Linked DNA regions of Mus musculus: region 2 is linked to region 1. Evidence: chromatin contacts called from public Hi-C data. All regions are on one chromosome and are shown on one strand. The core of a region is the stretch at or near the end of the contact, and the rest is flanking DNA. Distances in the headings are between cores, read along the strand shown. Region 1 has its middle 32 kb from the start of Gm39842. Region 2 overlaps Mettl8 (methyltransferase like 8).

What was found. A called contact is a pair of places that touch in the nucleus more often than the background predicts.
Region 2: a contact with region 1 is called in a Hi-C map of bone marrow-derived macrophages, with 53 read pairs. The contact joins two enhancer-like sites. A contact is called at or near these places in 3 of 484 Hi-C or Micro-C datasets (bone marrow-derived macrophages and cortical neurons), 8 of 115 datasets of contacts at active chromatin or transcription factors (CD8 T cells, SST interneurons, bone marrow-derived macrophages and 5 more) and 1 of 9 other capture datasets (bone marrow-derived macrophages).

What each region holds. Positions count from the first base shown.
Region 1 is chr2:70,869,426-70,872,663 of GRCm38.p6, forward strand. No RefSeq gene overlaps it. Among named protein-coding and RNA genes, the nearest start is that of Gm39842, 32 kb to the left of the region's middle. Within about 2 kb of position 1,591, at least 22 of the 459 cell types and tissues checked have an H3K27ac peak or open chromatin away from gene starts, as enhancers often do. A contact at or near this core is called in bone marrow-derived macrophages, where this site is marked.
Region 2 is chr2:71,038,288-71,041,355 of GRCm38.p6, forward strand. The region is part of intron 1 of Mettl8 (methyltransferase like 8); the gene reads right to left. Among named protein-coding and RNA genes, the nearest start is that of Mettl8, 16 kb to the right of the region's middle. Within about 2 kb of position 1,619, at least 44 of the 459 cell types and tissues checked have an H3K27ac peak or open chromatin away from gene starts, as enhancers often do. A contact at or near this core is called in bone marrow-derived macrophages, where this site is marked.

The sequences.
Region 1 (3,238 bases), core at 341-2,840:
AGACAAAAGCTTCAGAAGTTGTCCTGTGTGGGTCTGAACTCACCATGTCACCTAGACAGGACTAGAACCTGTGACCCTCAGTCCCCCTGAGTAGATGAGATTATAGACTGGTGATACCAGGCCTCACCTCTTTCTTTCTTTCTTTCTTTCTTTCTTTCTTTCTTTCTTTCTTTCTTTCTTTCTTTCTTTCATAGCTTTCGGTATTGGTAAAATTACTGAAATTGTGGGAAAATTAAAAAAAATAGTATTATTAAAACCTTTAGAAATAAAGAATAAATATAGAGAGAACATTTTGTCGTGAGCTGAACTCATGCTGTTGTTATTTTTAGGTAGTAAGTTTAGGTTTTATTATTACTGCTGTTTAAGGCATTTGAAATATCATAAACAGTCCTTCACTCTAAATTTACAATTCAGGGCCTGGAGAGACGGCTCAAGGGCTAACAGAGCTTACTGCTTTTGCAAAGGACCTAAGTTTGTCCCAAGCACCCACATACAGCGGCTCATAACTGCCTGTAATTCTAGCTCTAAAGGCGATACGATGACTCTGGCCTTAGAAGGTACCTACACACACGCATACTCACACATGCACTCACAAACTCACACTCATACACATAATAGAAAGAAATATTTAAATTTACAATGAAATGCTGTCATTGAAGGGATTTTAATTCAGTTTAGAATCAGAGTTAAAATGCTCTCAGAGACTGACCTTCTAAGTTTATTAGCCCCCTGCATCTGCAACATTAGTTAGATGATAGACAGTTCCCCTCCTAGCTCAGTAGCCAGCTTGTCAGGAAGCTTTCCACGGTAGAAATGAACACTGGTAAAGACACACGTATTTCTAGAGCAACACCATCAATGGAGAACTTTCTAAAGGAGATGGCTAAAATAGGATCAACAGTTTAGCTAGAAGGACATCATCTTGATGTTGCTAACTGTGGTAAAAATGGAAACTACCTAAATGTTCAAACGCCCAGACATCTAGTACCTACAAATATACCACCATTGACCTCTCCCTCTCCCCTGCCCCCGCTGTGTGTGTGTGTGTGTGTGTGTGTGTGTGTGTGTGTGTGCCCTCCAGGGATCCTTTGGTCTCTGCTTCCCGATACAAGGCTCATAGGCATGTGCCACTACTCCTAAATTTCATATGGGTGCTGGAGATCCAAACTCAGATATCTAATGGTGTGCTACAAACACTTTGCCAACTGAGCCATCTCTCCAGCCCCTGACACCCGCTCTGTAGGGGAAGGTGTGAAGCATCAGTAACCTTTGCTGCCAGCAAGATTGCAAAATGGCAGGATCCCTCCTCCGGAAACCTGGGAGTGCCTATCAACCCTACAAAGGTGGTGTGAATTCAGCCTGGGAATTTATCTTAGCATTACATCTGCACTGGGAAGAGATGGCACCTGCAAGTTTATTCTTTGCCCCTCAGTTCTTAAAAGTAGAAGATTAGAAAAACCTTGTCGGGGTCACTGGCTGCATTAAAAGCTAGAACACACACACACACACACACACACACACACACACACACACACACACGCACTCTCCCTCCTGGGAGAGAATGGGGAAGCCCCCACAATACTGAATGCAGAAGCTGCTCCAGAACTCTGCTCAGGTCTTTAGAATGGAAGGTGCTGAGCACGGGAAACAGCAGCTTCCTTTTTGTGTAAGAAAGCGAGGAAATCAGAGCGTGTTTGCATTTGCTTTTATTTGCATAAGAAAATGCTGGAAAGATACACAAGAAACCAATAAAAGAGGTTGGTTCTGAGGACAGGGAAGGAGCCCGGAGGCTTTGAAACATTTACCTTTCACGCTGTTTTAATTTTGAAACCGAACAAATGCTTTTCCTATTCAGAAAGTGGCATTAAAAAGAAAATAATTGTTTCAGAAATTCTTATGTATTTGTATCTAGAATACTAGATAGTGTCAAAAATGGAGGAGGTTGTGTTTAAATCTACAGAGATATGTTAAAAAAATGCCATAATAGGCAGGAAACGTACATAATAATCTGAAGGATTCTTTTTATTTCTTTAGTAGGGTTTCTTAAAAGTACACTTATCTAGCATATTTACAAAAATATCCTTTTGTAAGTCCATCTGTTGAAGTCCTAACCTCTAGAATCTCAAAACAAGACTACAATCAGAGACAGGATCTTTAAAAAGGCCTCTACATTAAAATGAGGTCAGTACATGGCGGGGGCGTGGGGGGAGGGGCATTTAGCGACATGCACAGAGGGAACACCGCACGATGACAGGGGAGAGAGGACCACACTCAAGCAGAGAAGCAACCTCTCTGAAGAAAGCAATCCTGCCAGGCCTCAATTTCGGATGTGAAGCCTCCAGAACTGAGATAAGAGAAATTTCTGTTGTTAAGCCCTCAGTCTGCTGGACCATTATCTGTGCCCTAGGGAACTGGCACACTCTCCATACGCACTCTCAAAACACTCAGGAGTGTGGGCCCATTGGAGACGGATGGGTGTGTGCTCTTCATACCTTCTGCTAGCTAAGGTATGACCTAAGGGAGTCAAAATAAGGGTTCAAATCCTCATTTGCATCTACTTACATTTTCTTTATGGCAAAAGCTGGATCTGAATGTCATTATGCTGCCATTAATCAGTGAACCAAAGGATTCTTCTGAGTCAAATAAGCGCTGTGTTGGAAAGTGACCACTGAGGTATGTATTCTAGCACCCCAACAAAGGAGCAAGAGAGTCTTACTGCCACCCACACTTTCATGGTCAATACTGTGCTCTTTCTGGGTGACTCTGGCTGAACAAGGCTTCCCATCTCTTCCTGAAACCCCAATCCTGACTCTTAACGCTTTGGCCTTTAGCTTGCTCTCCCTGGGACCATGCTTAGGTGATGTTTTAGGATTGTCTTAAAAACACGCCCCATCTTCAGAATGGACAACAACTCCACTGTGCAGATAAAGGCAAATCAAACAGCCAGCCAGTCTTAGAGCCCAGGGATACACACTCTGCAGCTTCTCCCACATTCTGTTTTATCTTTGCATCCGTACAATCTAGAGACTTTAAACTGGACCACTTTACCGGGCAGAACTTGATGGCAATTTAGTTGGGGCAAGGTCAGCTCACTAAGCATGCCCTGAAATGTCAAGAGAGAAGCAAGAGACTGCAGCGAGAAAGGACAGTTAGCTGCCAGTCTGGGAGAGCAGCAGTCTGACCCAGCAGGAAGGACAGCAGCTGCCAGCCGCCAGCAGTCAGCCTGGAAGGCAGTTCT
Region 2 (3,068 bases), core at 369-2,868, 170 kb after region 1:
TGGAGCACAATTTTTACTTTATCATTTTCCAAAAAAATAATCAAAGTATGCCTGTCAGGAAAATAACAGACACCATACATTGTCTTTGATAGAATTCAAGCATTTAGGCAAATAAATAAATAAAATAAAATTCTAGTAAACGTGTGTCAACCAGTGGGAGGTAGCAGCTTTCTAGTACTTGTGCATTGCTATGCTAAGGGTAAAATACTTTTTATTTTTGAACAATTAAATCTGTCAACATTTGGAGGACCAACTAATTGATGAACTAATATTTTCCATAATATTAAGACGAAAAACCACACTCAGGGTGGAAAAAGCTTTGCTCCACCTACAAAACAAATCAATAACTCTGTCGGATTATTTCCAGATTTGGGGGGAGAGGGGTCTCTATGTAGCCCAGGCTGGCCTGGAACTCTCTGTGTAGCTCAGGCTGGTGTTGAACTCTCAGAAGTTGGCTTAGGCCTCTGGCTCTGGCTCCATAGTGCGGGGATTAAATGTACGCACCACCATACCAACACATGATAGAAAATTTTATTTTTAGAAAGATGTTCTGTAAAATAATCAGAATATGTTAAATATTTGTCACAGCACTGTTTGTACATATGCTGGAAAGTATAAATAGTTATTTTTATAAAAGTGCTGATTAAATTATTAAATGCATATCTATAGAGAGGAAAACCAAGCATCCATGCAAAACGCTGCCAAAACCTTAAACTTATTAATATAGAAAAACATTGTCTGAGTAGGGGAGAGAAGAAGGAACAAAGCCTTATGAATGGTCTCCTCTGCTGGACCTCGCACACACATATGCTTGCGCGCACGCGCAGGTACTGTCTAGGATGATGGACCTTAACTCAGGCTCACAGATGAGCTCAATGAGCCTTGAAATGTTCCTTCCTGGGTTTGCTTGTTTGTTGGACTGTTTGTTTTGAGATAGGGTCTTAGGTAACCCAGGCTGGCCTCAAAATTGCAATGTAGCAAAGGCTGGTTTTGAACTCATCCTCCTGTCTCCGCCTCTCAAAGAACAACAACAAAAATATTCTCGAAATACCTTTTTACGTACAGAACAATTATTTTTAAAATTACAAAGTATACAAGTTCTGTATAATAACCATGAGTGGAGAGAAGGAGGGGGAAGCAGTTAGCCCGGGCACTAGGTGGCATTCTCTCTAGAAAGGTTTCTGAAGCCCCATTAGGATGTCAAATTCCAGTGATCTAGAAACTTCTCCTATTCACCAACCATAGCAGGCATTTGCCACCTTGCCTTTTTGTTTTTCCTTCAAAATTATACACACAAAACTATACACAAAATTATTATATATCAAATAGGGATAGTTAACGCTTTATATCATTAAACGCTTCCCATGACATTGTAGCTACAGTCCCTGTGTTTGGTTGGTTGGTACCAGGCATGGGACACCTGCCTGCATCCCGCTTGCTCCTCCCTCCCCTCCTGTGCTCTACTGACCACAGCTCTACACGGCCACTTGGCATTATAGCGTTTTCTCTCCTCATTTAGCAACTGTGGTTCTGATGCACCACGCTCGGTTCATTTCTAGTACTTGTTAATCATCAGACTGCAAACACAGATGGCCCTAGTCAGGTCTGCCCAGTCTTGCAAGGAAGCGGAAGCCAGCCCCGGGAAAGCTCTCCCGCCCTCTGCTGGGCATCTCCAGAGAGACAACTTCCCAATCACAGGCATTTTATTTGCCTTTTGGTTTTCAGTGAGGAATTTGGGAACTGGTTCTTGGAACTGCTTGCTGAAAAAGACAATTCCTGACTAAAACATTGCTTTCGTTCTTCATACCAAACAGAAATATCAAATTGAAGCTGCTCGGTGAATATATTCCATCAGAGACATTGTGGGACTTGGTGTACTAACTTAGAGTAGTAATAAGAAAGCATCATAAAGAAACCAAGCATGGCGTACCACACTGATAACCACAGGATTCCAGCGGCTGAAGAAGGATCCTGAGCTCCAGGCCAGCCAGGGCTACATAGTTGAGCCTTGGCCTCAAAAATTAAAAAAAAAAAAAAAAAGGAAAAAGGGCTGATAAGATGGCTCATCAGGAAAAGGGCCTGGCCTCACATGCCTGGCACTGAGTTCCAGCTCACACCTGCACTTGGATGGTAAAGGAAGGAAGTCTGCTGCAAGTTCAAGGCCAGCCTGGACTACAAAGGTGAGTTTCACACCAGTCAGTGCCACATACCTGAGATACTGAGTCAAAAACCAAAACAAAAAAATAGGACACCTTGCCAGGTATGGTGGCGCACATCTTTAATCCTAGCACTTGGGAGGCAGAGGCAGGCAGATCTCTGAGATGGAGGCCAGCCTGGTCGACAGAGTGGGTTTCAGGACAGCCAGGGCTACACAGAGAGACCCTGTTTCAAAAAGCAAAGAAACAAGCAAACAGCAAAACAGCAAATCCAAAATCAAACGAACAAGCAAACAAACAACCAGGATCTTAATCAGAAATATGCTAAAACCCAAAACGTCAACTTCAGGATCTTATTGCAGCCGTCTATGCGCTTAGAAAGAAGCCCCTGCCAGGCTCGTGGCTTTGGCATCGCTCAGTCACTGCCTCTTGCAAAGCAGGAAACTAAAGTTAAGAACTTTCACACTGGAGAGATGGCTCAGAGGTAAGGTGCACTTATTCTTGCAGATGATATGAGTTCAGTTCCCAGCACCTACATGGTGGCTTACAGCATCCATAACTCCAGTTCTAGGGGATCTAAGACCTTCCTGTCACCAACCTAGGCTCTAGGCACACACATGGTACGCAGACATACATGCAAGTACAACACTCATATACATTTTTAAAAAGGGAGGGGTTCTTAAGTTCTGGCCTTGCTTTCTCATGAATCTTTACAGTCTTGCTGTTTCCTCCTTTAAGAATACAGCATTGGGGATACCGCTCTGTTGACATGCTAACCCCAAAACCGATATGCAGAAGAGCAAGGCAGTGAGATTCAGCTGTAACCACAAAGATGCCCTAAGCTAAAGAACAAGGTGGTGATGGTAAACAGAATCTGTATATATTACCACACACTGCTCTAAATCGTTTCAT